Regions from separate parts of the Mus musculus genome. Here all the other regions are linked to region 6. Evidence: chromatin contacts called from public HiChIP or PLAC-seq, Micro-C and promoter capture Hi-C data. All regions are on one chromosome and are shown on one strand. Each heading gives the region's core, a stretch centred on a gene start, on an enhancer-like site or on the middle of the called end of the contact. The rest is flanking DNA. Distances are from core to core; before and after follow the strand shown. Region 1 overlaps Tshz2 (teashirt zinc finger family member 2). Region 2 holds the start of E130018N17Rik (RIKEN cDNA E130018N17 gene). Region 3 holds the start of Pard6b (par-6 family cell polarity regulator beta). Region 4 overlaps Tshz2 (teashirt zinc finger family member 2). Region 5 has its middle 44 kb from the start of AY702102. Region 6 holds the start of Zfp64 (zinc finger protein 64). Region 7 overlaps Tshz2 (teashirt zinc finger family member 2).

Region 1 (2,700 bases), core at 59-2,558, 910 kb before region 6:
ATGCAATCAAACAACAAACTGTACTGCTCATCTGAAATGTTCATCTGGAAACCAGCCCTCTCCCCCCCCCCTCCCCCGCTGTCACACTGTCTGTGACACTGGAGCGACCAATACTTCTATATTGTACTGGAGGCACACTTTGGGATGCTTAAAGTCTAGGTTCTTGATCAGGAGAGGGGGCAGTTACACCCCTGCGCCCTCGAGGGACATGTGGAAATGTCTGGAGGTATTGTAGCTGTCACCATCTGAGGGAGAGAGTTAATACTAACTAGCATCTAGGCCTGGGACATGCTGATAAACTTCCTCTGAAGCCCAAGAAAACCCTCCACAGCACACATGAACCAAGCCCATGGTGCAAGACCAGGCAAGGCCAGGACACCCGTGTTGAAGATCATCAGACTGCTACAAGGCTGTTTAAAAATGTATCCACAGATAGATTCACAGGCCAAGCAGAGACCATGGACCAAAATGAACCCTGGTCTCAAGTGCTGGGACGTTCAACAGAGAGAGCAACATCTGGAAACAGGTGTGTCTGAAGTGAATTTTCTCATCTGTTTGTAGATGTTGGCAAATCCACAAAACCAGGCTCCTCCCCGATCCTGTGTGTGCGCATGTGCATGCCACATGTATGCACATATGTGTTGCCAGACAGGACTCTGTCCGCATCAAACCACCTAAAGTCACATGTGATCCTTACAAGCACACGTCACCGGTAGATAGATATTGGCGGTTTGCTCGGTACCCAGGAGTCCTCGATTTGAACTTTTTCAAAAGTGACCTTTAGAAGACGAGTATCGTGTCAAAGCTTTGGCACCCTAGTTTGTTTAAAAAGAGAAAATGAAAAAAAAATATGGAAAGAAAAAAAAATGAGGGAAAATATTGCTACAGTCCTGCTCCCTTTGAAGTCACTGCCGAGCTAGGTCTGAACAGATACATTCAAGCTCAGCTAACATCAGACAAATGCTCAGTGTATCACAGGAAGCCACAAAAGCAAGGGCCCCATCAATATTTCACAAGAGCCCCGGGGAAACGGTAGATTGCAATGCTGTAGGGAATCTAATGGAGTTACACACAAGGGTTTTGTACATTTAAAATAAGCAGCACCCGGAAAAAAAAAATTACCCTTCAGTTTGATAGAAACCATATAAAACTGCAGACAGGAGACAATTAAACCACTCACCAAATTCATCCACGTCACCCTGAGAGGCTACTTAATAGCAGGTGTGACCGCGTGCGAGGGGGTGTTTTCCTCCCCCCCCCCCAGGAAGGCAATAATAAAGATTAACATTTATGAAAAGGAAGATAAAATATAGGAGAGCTAAATGAATAATTAAAGACGGTTTTGAAGAACACTTGCCACCGTGAGCCCATGAAGCCTTTGCCACAGTTATGAAATGTGTTTATATAAAAATATAATTATAAATAGACAGAGGCTGTAAGGGAGACCTGCTGACCCTTGTTTGTTTTGATTTTTTTTTAAAAAAACAAAACCAGCTTTGAAGTGTTTCCTAGGAATGTGCTGGTAATGGGGCTCTGTACATTCCTTATTATAGTATTAGCTGCCCTGGGTGCCTGCTCTTCTGTAGGGAGGCCTAGAGCTTGCAAAAATGTTATTCAATAAGATGGTGTGAGATCAGCGATTTCTTTTCCCAAGTTCTTTGTTGGCGCAGGAAGTTGTGCATGCAAAGCAAATTGCGTTTTCTACACTGACATGTAAATCTGTGACCCCAAATTTTCCTAACTCTTGAAGGAAGCTTCAATTCTGGGGGGGCCACGCCAGTGTTTGTGAAAGTTCACCTTAGAAAGTAGCATCAGACCCCACAAGATGTAAATCTCACCAGGGGTGACTTTGGCCTCTTATGGGACTCACAGATGTCTCTATGAGCATCTTTGTCTCAGATGAGGTGAGGCCAGTCATGGGGAGGACTCTGTTGGTATCTGGAGGGGAGAGGTGAAGGGGGTCACTGAGCATCCTTCCATGGACACACAGAGAGCCCCTACAACAAAGAAGTCTCTGAACCCCATGCCAATACGCCTGAGGTGTCCATTTCTTGTTTTAAAGCAGCCATTCAGACCCCCAGCCTCAGAGCATCACAACTTCTTTGTTAATCCAACCTCCCAAGTTGCCAGCTGCTCGATGACATCTCCCTCATCCATTAAAGCGCGTCTAAAGTCAGGAGGCCAGGTCCTCTGTAGAGAGAGGTCTTGCTGTGACTACCCAACGGCAGGCCCGGGAGGAGAGAGGAGGCTATGGCTGTAGACTGAACATCCATGCCATGACAGCAGCAGCTTCTGCTTACTATACCCCAGCTCAGCCATTCAGGGAAAGTGTTTAAAGTGTCTGTCTTTATAGATTGCCCCAAATTATTGTTAGAAGAGGGCAAGCTGAGACTCAAATCTTAGACCTAGCCCCAAAGTCCTCATGACCTCTAGGCTCATTAGCATCTGAATTAGGGGTGTGTGTGTGTGTGTGTGTGTGTGTGTGCTTACAGCGGCAGTGTGAAAACCCCACTCTCCTCATCTGCAAAGGAAAAAGGGGAGATGATCTGAAGAGGAAACAAGGAGAAAGCAAGGAAGCAAACACACCCACTTTAAAGAAAATTTAAAATTATTGCCATCAGTTATTTATGTAGAACCCAGAGCCTTGTGTATGTTAGGCAAGGGCTCTACCACTGAGATATATCTGAAGCCCCAGATTAA
Region 2 (2,700 bases), core at 45-2,544, 800 kb after region 6:
TGACTTTAAGCTCCTGAACCCCCTGTTTTACTTGCCTCGTACAAGGTCATACTTGGTTGCACACCCTGCTTTTGAAATTCGGGGTCAAGGGACAGAGCTCAGGTGCTCAGGCTCCTTAGGCAAGGCCGTTACCTACTGAGCTTGAAGCTCAGGGTTCCTTCTGGAAATTACCACAGATAGCTCAGAGGAGACAGGGTGGACCCCTTGGCCTTGGGCCACTATCCACAGCCATCTTCCATCTGATAACCCAGGACAGACATCGGGCCTTCAAGGGGCATCTGGCTGTGTTGGACAGCTTCCAGGTTGTCACTCCTGGGTTGGATGCTCTTGGGATCCCAGGAGTAGAGGCAGGTTCCATTAATCATGTCACCATACAAGCCCCAGACATCAGAGGACGACACAGATTTGCGAAAAGGAAATTTTGAGTGTGTCCCCACCAAATAAGTTGGGGTGCTTCTCATTATGCCTACACAAACACCCCACCACCACCAAATAAAAACGTCTCACGGTCATAATGAGAATCCAACTGACTCTCCCCAAAGCTTTAACATGAACACAACCATCTGAAAACACAGGTCAGGGCCAATGAGATGGCTCAGTGAGTACAGGTGCTTGCTGCTAAGCCTGACAAATGGTTCCACCATCCTAGGGACTCACATGGTGGAAAGATCCAATGCCCATAAACTGCTCTCTAAGCCAGACAGGGTGGTGCTTACCTTTAATACCAAAATTTGGCAAGAAGAGGCAAGTGACCACCCTGGTCTACAAAACAAGAGTTCCAACCCAGTTGGTCTTACACAAGATTCTCCAAAAAACCAACCAACCAAACAAACAAACAAAACAAAACAAAAACCCAGAAACAATTTGACCTCTTGTACTCTGACCACTACAGGTATGCTTGCTGCCTTGGCATGAGCGTGTACACACACACACACACACACACACAAAAGCATGATTGTGTAGGAGGCTGGGTGCTGGGGAGGTGTGGGACTCGGCCTCCATCTTTGCTTCGGTATTAGCCATCTGTCATGCGGCGTTTTTACCACCAGGACTGCTGAAGGCAGGAAGAGAAAGAAGCCGGTTCAGAGCTGCCAGCAGGCGCCTGGAACCTCCCCTGGCTGCTTTGTGTTTCAGCAAGAGCCCTCCCAGCTCCAGCCAGGCAGGCTCCTCCCCATGGCCCTCCTGGGGCCCCCCGCTGGGGGAGGAGGCCCAGCTAAGCCTCTCTCCTGCTGGCTGGGGGTGGGGAAGGGAGGGACTCCAAGCCTAGCACCCAAGGACGACCCCTACAGGCCAGCCAGGGCAGGGCAGCATTCCCTACAGCCGCCATTTCTTCTCTGTCAGCTCTCTGCTGTCAGACAGAGAGCCAAACAGAGCTGGAAGGTCAGATATCTCTGGAATGTATTGAGCACCTACTGGGTGCACAACCTTGAGGAAGAGCACGTGCCCTCTGCAGGTACTGGAAATGTAACTGGGTAGATGGTAGCCGAGGGATCCTACCCAGGGTCCCTCTGGGACTTCATAGCTGGGGTCAGATCCTTTCGCCCACGTGTCACCATGGGTAGGACAGAGGCTATGGTCCACCCAGACAGAACACAGGCAGGGAGAGGGACACTGTGAGGTCTTTGAGCCTAGAGCTCCTTCCTTGTAAAGTGGAGTCACCTGTCTCTGGAGTTTTTATAAGACGTCAGAATCAGGGGCCAAAGCTAAGAGCTGGGAAGTCTGGGCTGGAGCTAGTACAACCTGATGGACAGATGTCCCTCATTCTATGCATCTGATCTCAGAGGCCTCTGAAGGGGCAGAGCCAGGGGCAGGAGGATTAGGAGTTAAAGGTCATCTCTAGCTAATCTGAGGCTGACCTGAAACTTCTGATCTTCCTGCCTCTTCCTCCCAAATGCTGGGATTACAGGAGTGTACCAGTATACCCAGGCTAAGCCTTGCTGCGGGGCCAACATGCAGCCTGGTCTACATGCCAAGTTCTGGGCCAGCCAGGGCTGCAAAGCAAGACCTTGTTTCAAAAATAAAAAAATGTCTGACGTCCAGCTTTTTCCCAAACAGGAGAATCTGTTCCCGTCTCCCTGCAGTTCCGTCTCATGCCTGCTCTGCTGTGGGCAAAGTGTCCCTTCTGCCACCAGGGCCCCTGACTAGTTTTCCTGGGACCACCTGGCCTCCTGGTCTCTTCTAGCCCTGCTGGATTAAGGTGAAAAGCCAGTCTAGGCCACCATAGCCAGACTGCCTGCTGCATGGACAGCCTCTGCCCTGAGTCCTGGATCCTTCCTTCACTGGAAAGTACCTCTCATGGAGAAAATTCATCAAGGTAAAACCTCATGAACAAGATGTTTTGGCTTGGCAGGAAACAAACAGTGGTTAACAACAAATTAGTGAGCTACTGAGCCTCTGGGCACATGGCGCTGAGGGCAGACCCAGGTTGGCTGCAGACATCAGCTATGGTCTCCTGCAGACCTGAGGGGGCACAGGCCTGGCTCAAAGCTCCCTTCACACGGACTGGAACAGTCTTCAGGTGGGATGCTCTTGTGTGCGGCTTAAGCTCTGGCCTGCTCCTCAGGCTCCGTTCCCCAGAGCCCTGCTCCACTGACCTAAGGCTGGGTTTCTTTTCTCTCCTTTGATTGGACAAGGGGCCCAAACTCCTGAAGTGGGGCTTTCAAGGAGCCCAGAGCTCAGCATGAAATATTTTCAACTGAA
Region 3 (2,700 bases), core at 197-2,696, 870 kb after region 6:
GTGATTCTTAGTTACAGAACTTTGCTCTCAAGCCCAGGAACCACAAAGGCTCCAGGTAGCTTTCCTCACTCACCCCACTTCCCGGACCGACATTCCCCCAGGGGTCCCTTAACCACCACGCTTCTTATTTTTGCAGTGGGTGTTCGATACACCGCTCCTTCTGTGTGTCTAGCCACAATTTTGCTCTAAATTCTCACGGTCAGCAATGCCCTCTACCACCGTTTTACAAGTTGCTCAGTAAAAAGCCATCGGCAAGACCTGGTCCTACAGCCGAGTTTGGGGGAAGTCACACCCTTTAAAAGCAGGGTTTCTTATCATTTCAGAACTCTCCGAGAACCAGGCTACATAATCCTGCCCCTCCTGGCCGTTCAAAGTCAGGAGAAGCTTGGCGACATGTTCCGGTGGCTACGGATCACCTTCAGATTCCATCTGAAAAGCCCCTTTTGGAAGACGGCATTCTCCAGCTAATCCCCACGGGCTACTCTGCTCACCCGGCCTTGGGATTGAGGAATCCCACCGACACTGAAGTCACTAACAGAAGACTGGCAGATCCGCCAAGGGGGAAAGCATTCCGAATGAAGAGTCGGAATGAAAACAGCAGCGTCTCAAATTGTCAAGCGCAGCACCAGAGTAAGGCGATAGCGCTAATTTCATAGATTAGACGCATACCAAAGTTAGGGCTGGAAAAAGAGCTCTCCTCCACTCGATGTACCCCCGAGCCCCAATAAAAGGTTATACGAGAAGACAACAAGGTGTTCCGAAAGCCTCTGGCTCGTGCCCGGGGTGAAGGGATCCCCCAAAGTTATCCCATCACCTTGCACTGGAGCGATCCTCATCCCACCCTAAAAGCAAGGCGGGAATATGAAGGATAGAAAACAGGGGCTGTGCTGCGGAGCAGACGCAAACGCCTCACATCGCCGCGCTCCACCAAGTTTCTCTCCTACGTGCTTCGGCCAGCAGCTCGCCCTCCGCCCGCGTTCCCACAGGGGCAGCCGAGGTCCACCATCCCGCCACTCTGCGTCCTCACGGGGCAGCCCCGCGTCGACCATCCCACCGGCCCTCGCCCCCGTTGCCCCGCCCGGCCGCGCACCTTGCTCTTCACCTCCATGGTGCCCAGGCAGCCGCTGCTCGCCCCGTGCCGGTGGCCGCGGTTCATGCTGAGTGCCCGGCCGCCGGCGGCCTCGTCGGGGGCCGGCCCTCGGGAGCGCGGGCGGCGGGGCCGCGGAGCGCGGGCTCGGGACTCGAAGCGCCGCACGGCGCCTCGTCACGGCACCTGCTGAGGTCCTCCCCGCAGCGCAGTGCCGGCTGCTCCGCGGCGGCCTGAGGGTCGGACTGCCAGTGCAGCAGGCGGGGACACCGGTCCCTCCCAGCGAGGCTCGGGGGCGGCGGCGGCCGCGGCGGTGAGGAGAGGGCGGAGCACAGCCCTACAGCCGCCGCAGCCTCCCTTATCCGCTGCCTCCCCCGCGGACGCGCGCCCGCGCGCTCGTGCACCGAGCTGGGCCGCGGCCGCGGCACGTGCGCGCGCTCACCTGCAGCTTCGGCGCGCGGCTTGCGCTCCGCCCACACCCAATGGGAAGCGCGCACCTGCGCCCGCGGCGTCAGCCAATCGGCACGCAGCCTGCGGGGCTCGCGCGGCCCGTGGGCGGGCCTCGTGGTTGGGAAGCCCCGCCCACAGCCCTCGCGATTGGTCCTGCCTTGCGAGGGAGGGGCGGGATCACCTGAAGCTCTGGGGCCTCTCTGGATTGAGCCGGGGGAGCAGTAGGACGCATGCGCCGGCTGTAGAGTTTCCGCCCCGAGAAGGCGATGGGGAAGGCCGGCCGGAAGCGCGAGCGCACCTGGACTGCCGTTCAGGAGGGTGTGTATTTTGCGCATGCGCGCGAGCGTTTTCGCCGGCTGGGTCGGGTCGGGAGCGCCCGTATCTTTAACGCGCCCTAGTCACCTGCTTGGAATGTGTGTACAGCCGTTCCCTTGCCGTGATGATGTGGGGTGACTGGGCATCTGGGGCCCCTCTTCGGCCTGAGCCCCCCCCCATGCTGCGGCTTCTTGGCGGCCCCCTGAAACTATTGTGGAAAGAGTTTCAAGTTTTCCCGCCTCTGCAGCAGTCATTAGAGGGAGAAGCTTGGGGGTCGGGGGTGGGGGGATGTCTAGGCCTGGAAACTGCACTTTCGTCTCAATCAGCGCTTCTCAACCTGTGGGCTCTTGACCCCAGGACGACTCTTCCTCCGGGGTCACCTGAGACCTAAAACACAGATATTTACATTGCGATTCATAACAGTAGCAAAATTACAGTTAAGTAGCTAGGAAAATCATTTTATGGCTGGAGGTCATCAGAATGCGAGGTCACAGCATTAGGAAGGTTGAGAACCACTGCTCTAGATCTTCCCTGTCCCGAGGGTGCCCTGGGTATCAGGAGAGGACCAGGGAGCTGAGGCCTGCGATGGTCCCCACAGGCCCTGGCTCCCTGCGGGCCTCACCATCCGCCCTCTGAGGCTGAAGTCGTCTCTCTGTGGAGCAATTTCTTGCCCGTTTGTTGTTTGCACCAACGCCAGCCTCTGGGCTGTGTTCTGTTCCCCCAGTGACCGAGCTGTGTCCTGGGGTAACAACACCAATTCCTAATCTCTGAGCGCCCCACACTGAGGCTGCTGCCTCTCTCTCTGTTTTGTTTACCCATTGGTCTTGCTGGTGCTAGGAGAAAAGTGA
Region 4 (2,700 bases), core at 146-2,645, 870 kb before region 6:
TGGCCTAGTCGGCCATCAGTGGAAAGAGAGGCCCATTGGTCTTGCAAACTTTATATGCCCCAGTATAGGGGAACACCAGGGCCAAGAAGTGGGAGTGGGTGGGTAGGGAAGCGGGGGGGAGGGTATGGCGGACTTTTGGGATAGCACTGGAAATGTAAATGAAGAAAATACCTAATAAAAAATTTTTTAAAAGTACTATGTATATTTATGAGGCTATGGGTCCTATTAGTGTTTATTATATGTTTGGGTATCCAATGGAATAGAGATAGCCCTAATTATATTTATATTTCCACTCATTTCTTGCAGTCACAACGAATTATTCCTGGTCTTATTCTGTCTCAAAGCCATTGTATTTCCTACGGTCTTCCTGGCTGGTCTCTGTGGGATCTATTTCTTTAATCTCACCTGGAAGGATTGGGAAGAGTGAAATTACCACCAGGAAACATTCCTGCCCCATGAAATTCAAAACCAGCAGGCCACTTTCGGGGTCAAGCTTTTCTGACCTGCACTTCACCGTCAAGTGTAGATTTTGTACCGCACGCTGACAATTGGGTGGATGTTCCAGAAACAGGCAGACTCACCCCAAGTGGAGTGCAGAGATTCCTGTCAGATACTTCTCAGAGAATCTGTTTAGATTTGGAGCTTGGGACTGTGTGCTGATGCATGATGGGTGTCGGTGATGGATGAGCGACCCTCCCCTCCCCTCCCCTTGAGGAAGACAGACTGAAGTGCCACCACTCCAAACACAGCACAGCAAATCTGAATCAGAATGGTAGGGGTGTTTGGTGGTGGTGGTGGTGGTGGTGGGGCGACTCATGAGTTCTGAGAAGGGAAATATGAGCAAGAAGACAGCTGATGTTTGTCCTGACAAACTGCCCGTCCTGATGGATTAAGTACCATCGTCATGAGTCCCTCCAGGGCCAGGGCCGGCGTCTTCCTGACCTGCCTCTAGCCTCTTCTGCAAGGCCTGATGATGTATGAGAAGGGTGGGTGATCTGAGTGCCAGGTGAGTTGCTTAGTCTGGGCTGCTGCTCCTGTGGCGCTGTGCATCAACCCCCACCCCCACCCCCACCCCCAGTTACCCCGGGGATACTCATATTCCTGCTGAAACTCTTTCTTCCCAGAAATGCTCCTGAATAAAATGGTTATCTAACACACATTACTTTTCCTCTTCCCAATAGCATCATTTCCTGTCCTCTCACTTTACAAAACGAAACAAAACAAAACAAAACAAAAAAAACAAAACAAAGAAACAAAAAAAAGGCCCACCCCCAAAGAGCCCTGAGAACTTTGCAAGCAAAAGCAGCCCTGTGACGCTTGAGTCATTTCAGATTTACGTGGGGGCCTTGGGCTCCCATCCTGTCGGGTGCTAAAATCCTGCAGCTGTTCTTTGAGGACCACCCGGCTTGCCATGAGCCACCACTGACAAAGCGATACCATTCGCTTCCAGAACGCGTCCCACGGTTATTCTTGGAGAAAAGGTAAAAAGCAAACAGCCAGCCAACTGCTCACTGCGGCAGAGACAAAGCCAGTCCGGCCATTTGTCAACGCCTGCGACACCCGTGTGTTTTAAGCACAGACACCTCTCTCATTACAGCCTTAAACGATAACACGGTATTATATCAGAAATGACAAATGGCATGGAGGGTGGAGGTACCTATACCCAATCGATCCCGGTTCAGGAGGAAGACGCATCTTGAATGGATCGACAGAGTGGACAGGAGTTCTCACCGTACGGCTATGTTTTCTGGGCACCGTGTCGGGACCAGAGGCCAGGTGTACTCATTTGGGTGTGACACCCCCTCCCAAGTGCTCTGTAGCTCCCGGCCATGCGCTGAGTGTGTCAAAACCATTACCACTGCTCTGTATCTGTGCGGTATTGAATTCTAAAAGGCACAGGGCCAGGAATTGATTAGCTAGTCCCCCTCTGCAGCATAGCTGTTCAGGTAGCGCACACAAAGGCAGGGGCTCCTTTAAAAACCACCAGGCTTAATGAAAGAAATAGAAGGACTGTAATTAACCAGATGAAGGCCCTGGGTCATTCTCTCTATCTGTTCCTCAGTGCTCTTGTGGCTGCAGCTGCTGCTTTCTCCTCATGGTAGTCCTCTTCTCCTCCTTCCCCTCTCCCTCCTCCTCTCCCTCCTCCTCCACACACCCTCCTCATCTTGGTCTCCTTCCTCCCCCTCCTTCCCCTCTTCCTCTTCCTTTCTCCTCCTCCTCTTCTTTCTTAGTACTCCTGCCCACACCCCACCTTCAAGTTGGGGAAGGCTTTTATGTTTAGATCATAAAGAGATAACTCCTCCCTGAGTGATGAGCAGGGATGAGTGTTCCTGGATCACCTTCTTCTGCTGGTGGCTACGCTTAGATGATGTTAGGCAGAGATGACTTGGGAACGGGAGAAAGAACTTAACAGGAAGGAAATGTGGCCAGGTGAGCACTGCAAGCAGGTAAAGAGAGGGATCACCCCTATAACCGGGCTCCCCAGGTTTGATGTGATCCACCCCCCCCCCAAACAGCGGGCTGGTGAGGATGTGCTCAGTGAGAGTGCCAGAGTTGGTGGGACCACTTAGCCAACTTGCTTGGCCCTTAGCCTTTGCTAGGAAGTACCTAGGAAGTCTTATCAAAGATGCACCAAGGGTTTCCCATTCGGTATAGCTGAAATTTTTATTACTGGAATTCCTTAAGAGATTCTCATTTTCA
Region 5 (2,700 bases), core at 130-2,629, 960 kb before region 6:
ACTCCTGACTAGGATAGCACTGTGTTAGGTGAGTCAGGCAGAGAACCCGGAGGAACTGAGTACCCGAGGTTTGACTCTCTCTCCTTTGGCTCAGCTGCTTTGTCATCTAAGCAAACACATTCACTTACCCAGGTCCATTTTTCTACAAACGCCCAGCCTGACACCAGCGGTACTCTGGTTTGCTTTCCCAGAGTGTCTCTGTTGGGGTTTCTATTGCTGAGCTAAAACACCATGATACAAAGCCACTTATCTCAGCTTACAGCTCCAAGTCCCGAATCCCAGGGAGTCAGGGCAGGAACTCAAGGCAGGACCCTGGCGTCAGGAACTGAAACTGAGGCCCTGGAGGAGACTGGCTTTCCGTGAATTGCTCTCCCTGCTTTCTTACAGTACCCAGGGCCACCTGTCCAGGGGTGGAACTAATCACATGAGCTTGGATCTCCAACATTCATCATCAATCAAGAAAATGACCTATAGACTTCCTATTGGCCAATTATGTGAAGCATTTTCTCAGTTAAGACAGCCTCTTCCCAGATGACCCTGGCTTGGGTCAAGTTGACATAAAACTAGCCAATATACTTATGTTTCCGGAGGGACCAGATGAGGCAACAGATCTCAGAGTGTTTTGACTACATAGAATATGTGTTTAAAGGGTACTGTTATAATTATAGTTTTTCTTCCCAGAAATCTGTGAGCTTCTAGAGACAAGCTTGTATCTTTTAACTCTGAATTTCTGTTTTTTTTTTCTTAGCACATTCACTTTTATATACCAGACACACTATGACTGTTTGTTAAATAAAAAGAAAGCTGAAGAACGGGGCTGTAGCTCCGTTGGTGGTGTGCATGCCCAGCGTGCATAAATCCCGGGCTGATCTCCTGACCACATGAACTGGGTGTGGTGGTCCAGGCCTAGAACAACTCGGGGGATGGAAGGAGGAGAATCAGGAGTCAGAGTCATCACGGACTATACAAGACTCTGTAGTGTTGGGAATTAAACCCAGGGCTTTATGTGTGAGGCAAATGTTTTAATGGGCTATGAACTCATCCCAAGAGATAGTCAAAGGGCAATAGCCTTTGAAGGAGATCCCAGCATAGTGGTTCGGTGTGTGTGTGTGTCTCAGGGGTGGGAGGGGAGCTTCCTTTTATACCTGAATTAGGCACAGGCCACACCCAAACACTTGTTTTCACAGAGAGATTCTTTATTAAAGGGGGGAAGAAAAGTTAGAGCGGCCACTCTCTGTGGCTCTGGCAGACACAGACCGGCAAATGACCTTGCAGGTGCAACGTCTAAGAAGAGAAAAGGAGAAGGGCTGTTAGAATGGCCTAGGAGGCTGTGCTAGGTTTTGATTTGGCATGTTAATTAGGTGAGTCAAAAGGGGCTTTTTCATTGCTGGACTTCAATACTTTGATTGCTGGACCTTGATAGTCAGCCTCAGGAGGAGGAAGTGGCCAAATAAGGGAATAGACCTTGGTGGCTGGCTTTAGGAATGTAATCTAATGGTTTTTAGGGAGGCAGAGGGAATGGGGGAGAAGGGCAAGGACTGCCAGAGGCAAGTTGCTCCAGCTGGCCAGAGTCCCTTCAGCCTTTATCTGTGCTACTGTACTCACTAATTTAGACTCATGATGCAGACATTTGAATATGTAAATAGTAGGTTATATGAAGCAGGGAGAGGTGGGGATGGCAGTTAACTGGAGAAAGTGTACCCTATGCAAAGGGACCACGGTCCTTAGCTCCAGGGAGTCTATGTGGCAAGGTGGGCCTTCCCCAAGAGTTTGAGAAGTTGGAAATCTATGTATTTAACTCCATTTCTTGGGTTTTTAAATATTGGTAGTTAATTCTCAAGTCTAAAAAATCGATAACCCTTGTCGTCAGACCAATTGGAACTCTTGTAATTTATAGAAGATATAAATGGAAGTCATAATTAAAAATAATTAGAAAATCCTTAGGTTTCACTGTGGTACACCCCAGCCTGAATGAACGGCCTCTCCTGTTGCTGTAAGATCATTTAAAAAACAAGGCCCTAGAGCATGCCCTGACATCACTATTCGCTGTTTTTCTCTTTTGTTCTGTTTTTAGTTCAGATCTTCCTCTTTGGGCAAGTCTTCCCTAAACCTGCCTGAAGCAGCACTGTGGGGCTGGAAAGTCATGTGACTGGGAAACCAGTCTGGAGCAAGAATGAGGCCGTTTCCAAACCCTGAAAATTTTGTCCCGAGCCCTGCAGGCGCAGTGCTGTCTTCCCCTTGCTTTGGGCCTGTATGTCCACTACATGGAAGCCTTATGACCTTCACCTCCACCACCCTTGAGATAGTCCTGTAGCCTGGTGGCCGAAGTATAGGTTAAACTTCCTCTCTCTCTGTTAGGACGTGCCCAGCAAGCGCATGTAAATGAAGCATTCTTGAACCTCAGCCTCAGCCAATGATGCTTATTCACTGTAAAACCCCTACCCACTCCCTAAGCTTTATATAGCCCCTGCTGACCCTCAGATAAAGAGAGCTTTCTCGCTGAAAACCATCTCCAGAGAAGGCTATTTCTCCCCCACTCACACCATCTGAGTCCCGCTAACCCACCCACTCAGCTAAGCTCCGTTCCTTTCAGTCTCGCCCACTGTGTAACGACAGGTGCCTGGATACCCTGAGCGCAGAAGCTGACCTGGGCCAGCATGGCATTTCTCCCTGTTCTTCTCCAAGCTGCTTCTTTGGACT
Region 6 (2,700 bases), core at 166-2,665:
GTGGAGACGGCCTCCTGGGACTAGCTCACAACTGCCTCTTATAGCTTCTCCTGTGACCCTGTCAAATAACCCTCCCTCCCCATTCACCAAATTCACTGAGCCTGGGGTCACTCTGACTCCCTTTTTTCATATCATCCTCTTTGGTGTGACAAACTGTCTTATGGCACCTGGGACACGTTCCCTAGACTGCAACAAAACCGTAACCTTGCTACCTCATCTCAGCCCCAGTGCCTGCCCGTTCATATCCCCTCGATTCTTTGTGGCACTCTGGCCTACCACCCTAGTTGGTCAGGAGTTTGCATGCTAATATTTCTCTTCCCCAAGTTGGGGGTGACACACGGAGAAGAGCTCTTACCAATTCCTGTTGCACGCAATAGCTGCCAGACATGATGAAAGGGCAGTTCAAATCTTGCCCCTCCTGGCTGTCATCGAACCCTCTTTTATCAATTTCTTCTCCTCTGGCATTTCTTCAACAACAAACTCAAAAAACTCTCTAATCAAACAACTAATTTACTGTTACGGGACTACGGGCTGCTAGCCACAAAGCCTGAGTCTCATGGTTACGGAGTGTGCCCTGATGGTGAGGATCAGCAATGCCCGAACATGCGACAACCCCGGACAACAGGAAATAGTCCAAATTGCTCTCCGGCCTCAACATCACCCCTTCTTAGTTCCTCCTCTTTTATATTGAACGAAAGGGAGGGATGGTAGTTACTAGACATCTTCCACAACCTACCCAGGGACCCTGAGACGGCAATTACGTCATCAGTAGGAGCCAAGTTGAGCCACATTCCTCCCCTGCGCATGTGCTATAGTCCCTAAAAGGCGGACTTTCTTCCCGCCTCTTTTTGATCAACGCCCTTGCTCACCTCCACCCTTCCCAGAGGCAGCCACTCTAAGCCCCTCCCCAATAAACCTCTCAGAGTCTGACCCTTGGAGTGACTTTGTGGCTTAGATCATAACAGGAAATAAAAAGGGGCTGTGGAACCTTCTGGGTAAGCTCAAGGTTAGAGCTAAGGTCAGTTCTTCAGTGCAGGATTCTCGGGGAAGAGTTGCAAATAGTTGTGAGTCACCTAATGTGGGCGCTGGGATTCGTTGCAAGAGCAGCACAGACTCTTAGCCACTATGCCTTCTTTCCAGTTCACCATCCCCAAGCAATTCTAACAAACCCTCCATGCTGCGTGAAATACTGAAGCCCCCGTGGAGCAGAGCCCCAATGAATTCTCCCATCTACTACACACTAATCTCTTTTTTTTTTTTTTTTAAGTTACTTATATTGTACATGCAGATGCTTGAGTCTGTTTCCACCATGTGAGCTGGCTGGCAGGAAACCAGGCTTGGTGACGTGTGCCCTACCCCTGCTGAGCCATCTCACCGGCTCAACCCAGCAGCAGGGCAAAGGCCCCGCCCCGGTGTTACGCTGCCGGATCTGCCCTAGGGGAGCACCCCGGGATTTGGGGCTCCACTCTCCCAGGCCGGCAGCGCATCCTCCTGGCATCTGCGAAGGAATGAGCGTCTCCAGGAGGGCAAGATGCAAAGGCGCAAGGCGACCACAGAGTCCCTGGCATGCCTGGGATAGGGTGGAGGGATCGGTGTACTCGGGTCTTAGACTCCACGACCTTTCCCGGTTCCTCGGGAGAGCACCGCCTGGGAGTCGGGCTGGGTGCAAGGGGCCAGCGCCCTCTAGGCAGCGGAAGTGGCGCTGGTTGTACATCCGTCCCCGCCTCACAGAGTTGGGAGAAGACTGGCTGGTGCGGGAAATATGCAGGAGAAAAGTCTTTGCATAATGTAGAGCGAGCCGTGGGGCTCCGGGAGCGGCGCCCCAAGGTCTGGGGCCATGAACGCGAGCGTGGAAGGAGACACCTTTTCTGGATCGATGCAAAGTAAGTACTGAACAGACGCAGCTGGGGCCTGGCCCGGACAGAGCCAGCAGGCCCCGGGATCGGGGTGACGGCGCACCTTGCATGCCTGTCCCCGCCAGCCCAGTCGGCGTGTCAGGTCGGGAGCCGCCTGGAACTCTTGCAGTACCCCAGGGGAGGCAAGACCAGGGGAGGCCACGCGGCGAGGAGACTGTCACCACCTCCCCTGCCCCGCCGGGTGGAGTTTGGGGCGCAGAGGAGAGGAGAAAGTGGGGTGATCCAGGCCAACTGGTAGGGAAACTTCTGCTTCAGTGGCTCAGGTTGGAGCATCCCTGAGGGGCTCGCGGACAGGTTTGCAGAGCCATCCTGGCACTCAGGGTAGGGGATGATATGGGTGTGAAAGACCTGGCTGGGGGTGACTTGCAGTGAGTTTGAGGTTCTGCTATTTTCCTGACATCCTATAAGCTATTGCTATCTCCATGTGCCTTTGTTCCCCAAAGTACGGGCCACGGACTGAACCGTGGACCGGCCACCTGGAGCGCATGTGTTCAAAACAGGCTGCTTGGTCCATCCCCTGCAGGTCTCCGAGGGAGGGTGGGGCCGGAATCCCAGGTCTTTCCTTGTGCCTGGAGCCTCAGATGTTTGAAAAGCTGTGGACAAGGTTCGCAAACACCTGAGTCACTTTGCTAACTGCAGATATTATAGCCATTGGCTCCCCAAACTTGCCTGAGTGTCCTCTGAACTCTAAACCCAGTCCCCACCCACCCCATGTGTCTCAGTGTCTTCCAGTGCTGTGGACTTCGGGTTGTGTTTTAAAGAGGGACGACCCCACCAGATGACT
Region 7 (2,724 bases), core at 133-2,632, 840 kb before region 6:
TGGAATTTATTCTGGCTCCTCAGCTATGGGTTTGCACTTGATGACCTGGCTCCTGTCGGCTGCCCAATTCTGGGTCATACCTAAGCCTGAAACTTCCTAATTTCAAAATGGCCAGATGCTCATCCCAGACTTACAAACACTCACAAAGGCCTTACTGCGCAATGACTCTTTGGCTAAGAGCAGAGGCCCCAGAACTAAACAGCCTGACTTTGAAGCCCAACCTGGCCACAGAGGACACCTTGCGGTTTGGAACTGCACAGCCCTGAATATCAGTGCCACCTGCTAAAAGTAAAGAAGCCAGCCATCTGAGAATGGTAGTGAAGGTTAAACTGAGACACAGAAGAGTTGGCAAGATGGTTTATAGGGTAAAGGCGCTTGCAGCCAAGCCTGATGACCTGAGATCAAATCCCCAGTGCCTACTTTGTATACTGAATGTTGTTTTCTAACCTCTATAAGTGTGCTCACACACACACACAAACACACACACACACACACACATGCACGCACATACAAACACATACACACACACACTGTAATGTAAAAACAATAAGATAAAAAGAAGTTACTTAAAATAGCACAAAGTTAGCACTAGAGAGTAACTTGTTTTTATCGCTTTGATACCATCCATGGGGGCAGGAGAAGGGAAGTTTCCCATTTCGGGAAGAAAAAAGAAACAACAAAAAAACCTGATAAGCCAGGAGTCTGTTTCCTGGTCCCTGGAGCCATTTGGTGGTAGAGATGGTGCCAAAAGGAGAGATGCACTTAGAAGATATACTTGGGCACTTTCCGAGTGCGCTTCTGCAAACAGGATGCTGTAAATGTCTCCTTGGGGGACGAGCCTGCCAGCAGGTCTCGGTTTCCACTTGTGATTTACAGAGTCCTTTCCTCTAGTTCAGATAGGTTTTCCTGCCTGCCCTCTGTGCAGATCTTACTTCAAGTCCAGCCCCATCCAGTACAGAACGTGTCTCCCCACCCTCAGGCGAGGGATGCATAGCAGGAGTATCAAAGAGGTTTCCTGTTCCAGTTTCCTCCTTGGCACCCCTGCCAGGCGGAAATCTCTTAAGGCCTTACTTAGCATGCACCGGCAAGAGCTGAGCCAGGGCAAGCGGCACAGCTACTGGCACTGGCTCCTCCTATCCGCCCTCCCTCCCTTTCTCTCCGCCCCTTTGCTTTCTCCCTTCTCCCAGGTTTCCGCTGACAGTAAGTGCACTCGGGTTACACACAGCTTTCTTTGGAAAGCCCCCTTTTTAATGATCTGGCAGCCCAGGAAAAAAAAAAAAAGAAAGAAAGAAAGAAAAAAAATTCAATCGCTCTTCCCACAGCTTCCGCAAGCCCCAGTGATAAATGACACCTGTCATTCTGTCACAGACAAGCAGCACAGACTGAGATGTCAGTGATGTATGGCTCACTAGAACAGGAAATCAACTTTTCTCCCCCCAAAGGGGGAAAAAATCTAAAAGAGCTGACCAGAACATTGTCAGGAATCAGTTTTGCCTCCCAGACAGATGGGAAAGGAGACGGGAAAAGTTTGAACTTAGGAAAGGAAAAAAAAAAATCAGATCAAAACAAGAGGAATAGTGTCTGGAGAGAAGCTGGCATCCAGTGGGCCACACCGTGTGCGGGCATGGCTGAGGTCTTTGTAGCACACAGGGCATGGACCAAGTGTTCACCTCTGTTGGCGCCTGAGGGAGGGAAGGGTGAATCTCACCCTGTGAGATTCTATTCTCCTTAGGAGTCTCACCGGGGTGGGGAGGGGTTGGGGTTGGGGGTGGGTTGGGGGCCTGGGGGGTGAGGGGTATGGGGGGGGAGAAGTGAGTCAAGTCAGAGATTTGTTTGCTAAGCACAAAGTAGCCAGTTTTACACAGCTCCCAAGGGAAGACAATAACATTCCCAATGGCTGCTCTCCCCGGTATTCCCACTTCACAGAGATTGTCACCTGAAGAACAGCAAGGTCTCATGCGATGACAGTCATGGGGAGGCGCAGGAATGGCTTCCCTACCTTTCTCCTCATTTTCCCACCCTCTTCTCATCCCATCATCCACACATGTTAAATTCAAAACCATCCATTATCAAGCTGTATCATTTCTATACACTCGAGGCTCTGACTGGAAAAGACAAACTCAGCCACATCTGACTGATACTGAACAGTTGGGCTTATACTTTTGTGCTAAACTCACAACAGAAAATTAAGACACAGACAAGTAGTTTATTCCTATGTGGGATGTCTAAGAATCGGTGTGTCATCACCTGGGATAGGGTAGGTGACATGTTGAGTAGGCACCCTGGTTTCCACCCACTGAGACCTGAAAGCACTTCACACCAGTGAGACCAAGAAAAAATTTCCCTGGGTGTCTCTGGACATCCACTGCGAAACAGTTGCCCCAATTGAGAACCCTTATCTTAAAAATCTGAAATCAAACAACCTAGAAAAGATTATGTTCCAGGGATGAGTTGAAGTTGGCATGCTAAGCAGTCTGATATAGAAAAATGCTCAAAGATTGTCCCAAAGATACACTAACTTTCCCAGGTTTTCACAAACATTTCTATTTAAGCTTTGTAACAACCAAAAAGTCCAGTTGCCATTTGTTTTGCATGTATCTTCTGTATAGATGGGACAGAACTGGATACCGCAGAGGGAAGTAGGCTTAAAGCAGGCAAAATGATTCACAGGGGCCGGGGAGATAGCTCTGCCATCAAACTGCTTGCCGTGTAAGCAGAAGACCC

The links. Promoter capture Hi-C pulls out the DNA fragments that hold promoters and counts their contacts. A called contact is a pair of places that touch in the nucleus more often than the background predicts. HiChIP or PLAC-seq counts read pairs in DNA pulled down with a chosen protein or histone mark.
Region 1: an H3K4me3 HiChIP or PLAC-seq map of neural tube shows a contact between it and region 6, with 6 times the contacts expected there. The contact joins the enhancer-like site here to the promoter of Zfp64 in region 6. A contact is called at or near these places in 2 of 39 promoter capture datasets (hippocampal neurons and liver), 7 of 115 datasets of contacts at active chromatin or transcription factors (astrocytes, embryonic forebrain, embryonic hindbrain and 4 more) and 1 of 9 other capture datasets (adipose tissue).
Region 2: a contact with region 6 is called in a promoter capture Hi-C map of embryonic stem cells, with 2.1 times the contacts expected there. The contact joins the promoter of E130018N17Rik here to the promoter of Zfp64 in region 6. A contact is called at or near these places in 3 of 39 promoter capture datasets (embryonic stem cells and stem cell-derived epiblast-like cells) and 1 of 115 datasets of contacts at active chromatin or transcription factors (pancreatic cancer cells).
Region 3: a Micro-C map of the G1E-ER4 cell line shows a contact between it and region 6, with 4 times the contacts expected there. The contact joins the promoter of Pard6b here to the promoter of Zfp64 in region 6. A contact is called at or near these places in 1 of 15 datasets of contacts at CTCF or cohesin (embryonic stem cells), 1 of 484 Hi-C or Micro-C datasets (the G1E-ER4 cell line) and 1 of 115 datasets of contacts at active chromatin or transcription factors (embryonic stem cells).
Region 4: a contact with region 6 is called in an H3K4me3 HiChIP or PLAC-seq map of embryonic hindbrain, with 5 times the contacts expected there. The contact joins the enhancer-like site here to the promoter of Zfp64 in region 6. A contact is called at or near these places in 3 of 39 promoter capture datasets (hippocampal neurons, liver and pre-B cells), 4 of 115 datasets of contacts at active chromatin or transcription factors (astrocytes, embryonic forebrain, embryonic hindbrain and 1 more) and 1 of 9 other capture datasets (pancreatic islet).
Region 5: a contact with region 6 is called in an H3K27ac HiChIP or PLAC-seq map of embryonic stem cells, with 3 times the contacts expected there. The contact joins the enhancer-like site here to the promoter of Zfp64 in region 6. A contact is called at or near these places in 3 of 39 promoter capture datasets (hippocampal neurons and liver), 11 of 115 datasets of contacts at active chromatin or transcription factors (the SCID.adh cell line, acute myeloid leukemia, astrocytes and 5 more) and 3 of 9 other capture datasets (adipose tissue, liver and pancreatic islet).
Region 7: an H3K4me3 HiChIP or PLAC-seq map of neural tube shows a contact between it and region 6, with 4 times the contacts expected there. The contact joins the enhancer-like site here to the promoter of Zfp64 in region 6. A contact is called at or near these places in 1 of 39 promoter capture datasets (liver), 4 of 115 datasets of contacts at active chromatin or transcription factors (embryonic limb bud, forebrain, large pre-B cells and 1 more) and 1 of 9 other capture datasets (adipose tissue).

The regions. Positions count from the first base shown.
Region 1 is chr2:169,859,404-169,862,103 of GRCm38.p6, reverse strand. The region is part of intron 1 of Tshz2 (teashirt zinc finger family member 2); the gene reads right to left. Among named protein-coding and RNA genes, the nearest start is that of AY702102, 100 kb to the left of the region's middle. Within about 2 kb of position 1,308, at least 9 of the 459 cell types and tissues checked have an H3K27ac peak or open chromatin away from gene starts, as enhancers often do. A contact at or near this core is called in neural tube, where this site is marked.
Region 2 is chr2:168,153,107-168,155,806 of GRCm38.p6, reverse strand. It overlaps E130018N17Rik (RIKEN cDNA E130018N17 gene), which reads left to right and starts at 1,294. Exons shown (of 2, transcript NR_040327.1): 1 at 1,294-1,453; 2 at 2,056-2,700.
Region 3 is chr2:168,079,750-168,082,449 of GRCm38.p6, reverse strand. It overlaps Pard6b (par-6 family cell polarity regulator beta), which reads right to left and starts at 1,446. Exons shown (of 3, transcript NM_021409.2): 1 at 1,091-1,446. The coding sequence starts at 1,156. It overlaps Gm39990 (a long non-coding RNA gene), which reads left to right and starts at 1,724. Exons shown (of 2, transcript XR_867010.1): 1 at 1,724-1,950; 2 at 2,690-2,700.
Region 4 is chr2:169,825,221-169,827,920 of GRCm38.p6, reverse strand. All of the region lies in intron 1 of Tshz2 (teashirt zinc finger family member 2), which reads right to left. Among named protein-coding and RNA genes, the nearest start is that of AY702102, 140 kb to the left of the region's middle. Within about 2 kb of position 1,395, at least 13 of the 459 cell types and tissues checked have an H3K27ac peak or open chromatin away from gene starts, as enhancers often do.
Region 5 is chr2:169,918,105-169,920,804 of GRCm38.p6, reverse strand. It overlaps a transcript of Tshz2 not described here. Among named protein-coding and RNA genes, the nearest start is that of AY702102, 44 kb to the left of the region's middle. Within about 2 kb of position 1,379, at least 16 of the 459 cell types and tissues checked have an H3K27ac peak or open chromatin away from gene starts, as enhancers often do. A contact at or near this core is called in adipose tissue and embryonic stem cells, where this site is marked.
Region 6 is chr2:168,954,302-168,957,001 of GRCm38.p6, reverse strand. Zfp64 (zinc finger protein 64) reads left to right here and starts at 1,415. Exons shown (of 6, transcript NM_009564.2): 1 at 1,415-1,883. The coding sequence starts at 1,838. Gm39993 (a long non-coding RNA gene) reads right to left here and starts at 919. Exons shown (of 2, transcript XR_867023.3): 1 at 356-919.
Region 7 is chr2:169,789,274-169,791,997 of GRCm38.p6, reverse strand. All of the region lies in intron 1 of Tshz2 (teashirt zinc finger family member 2), which reads right to left. Among named protein-coding and RNA genes, the nearest start is that of Gm34344, 120 kb to the right of the region's middle. Within about 2 kb of position 1,382, at least 160 of the 459 cell types and tissues checked have an H3K27ac peak or open chromatin away from gene starts, as enhancers often do. A contact at or near this core is called in adipose tissue, embryonic limb bud, liver and 1 more, where this site is marked.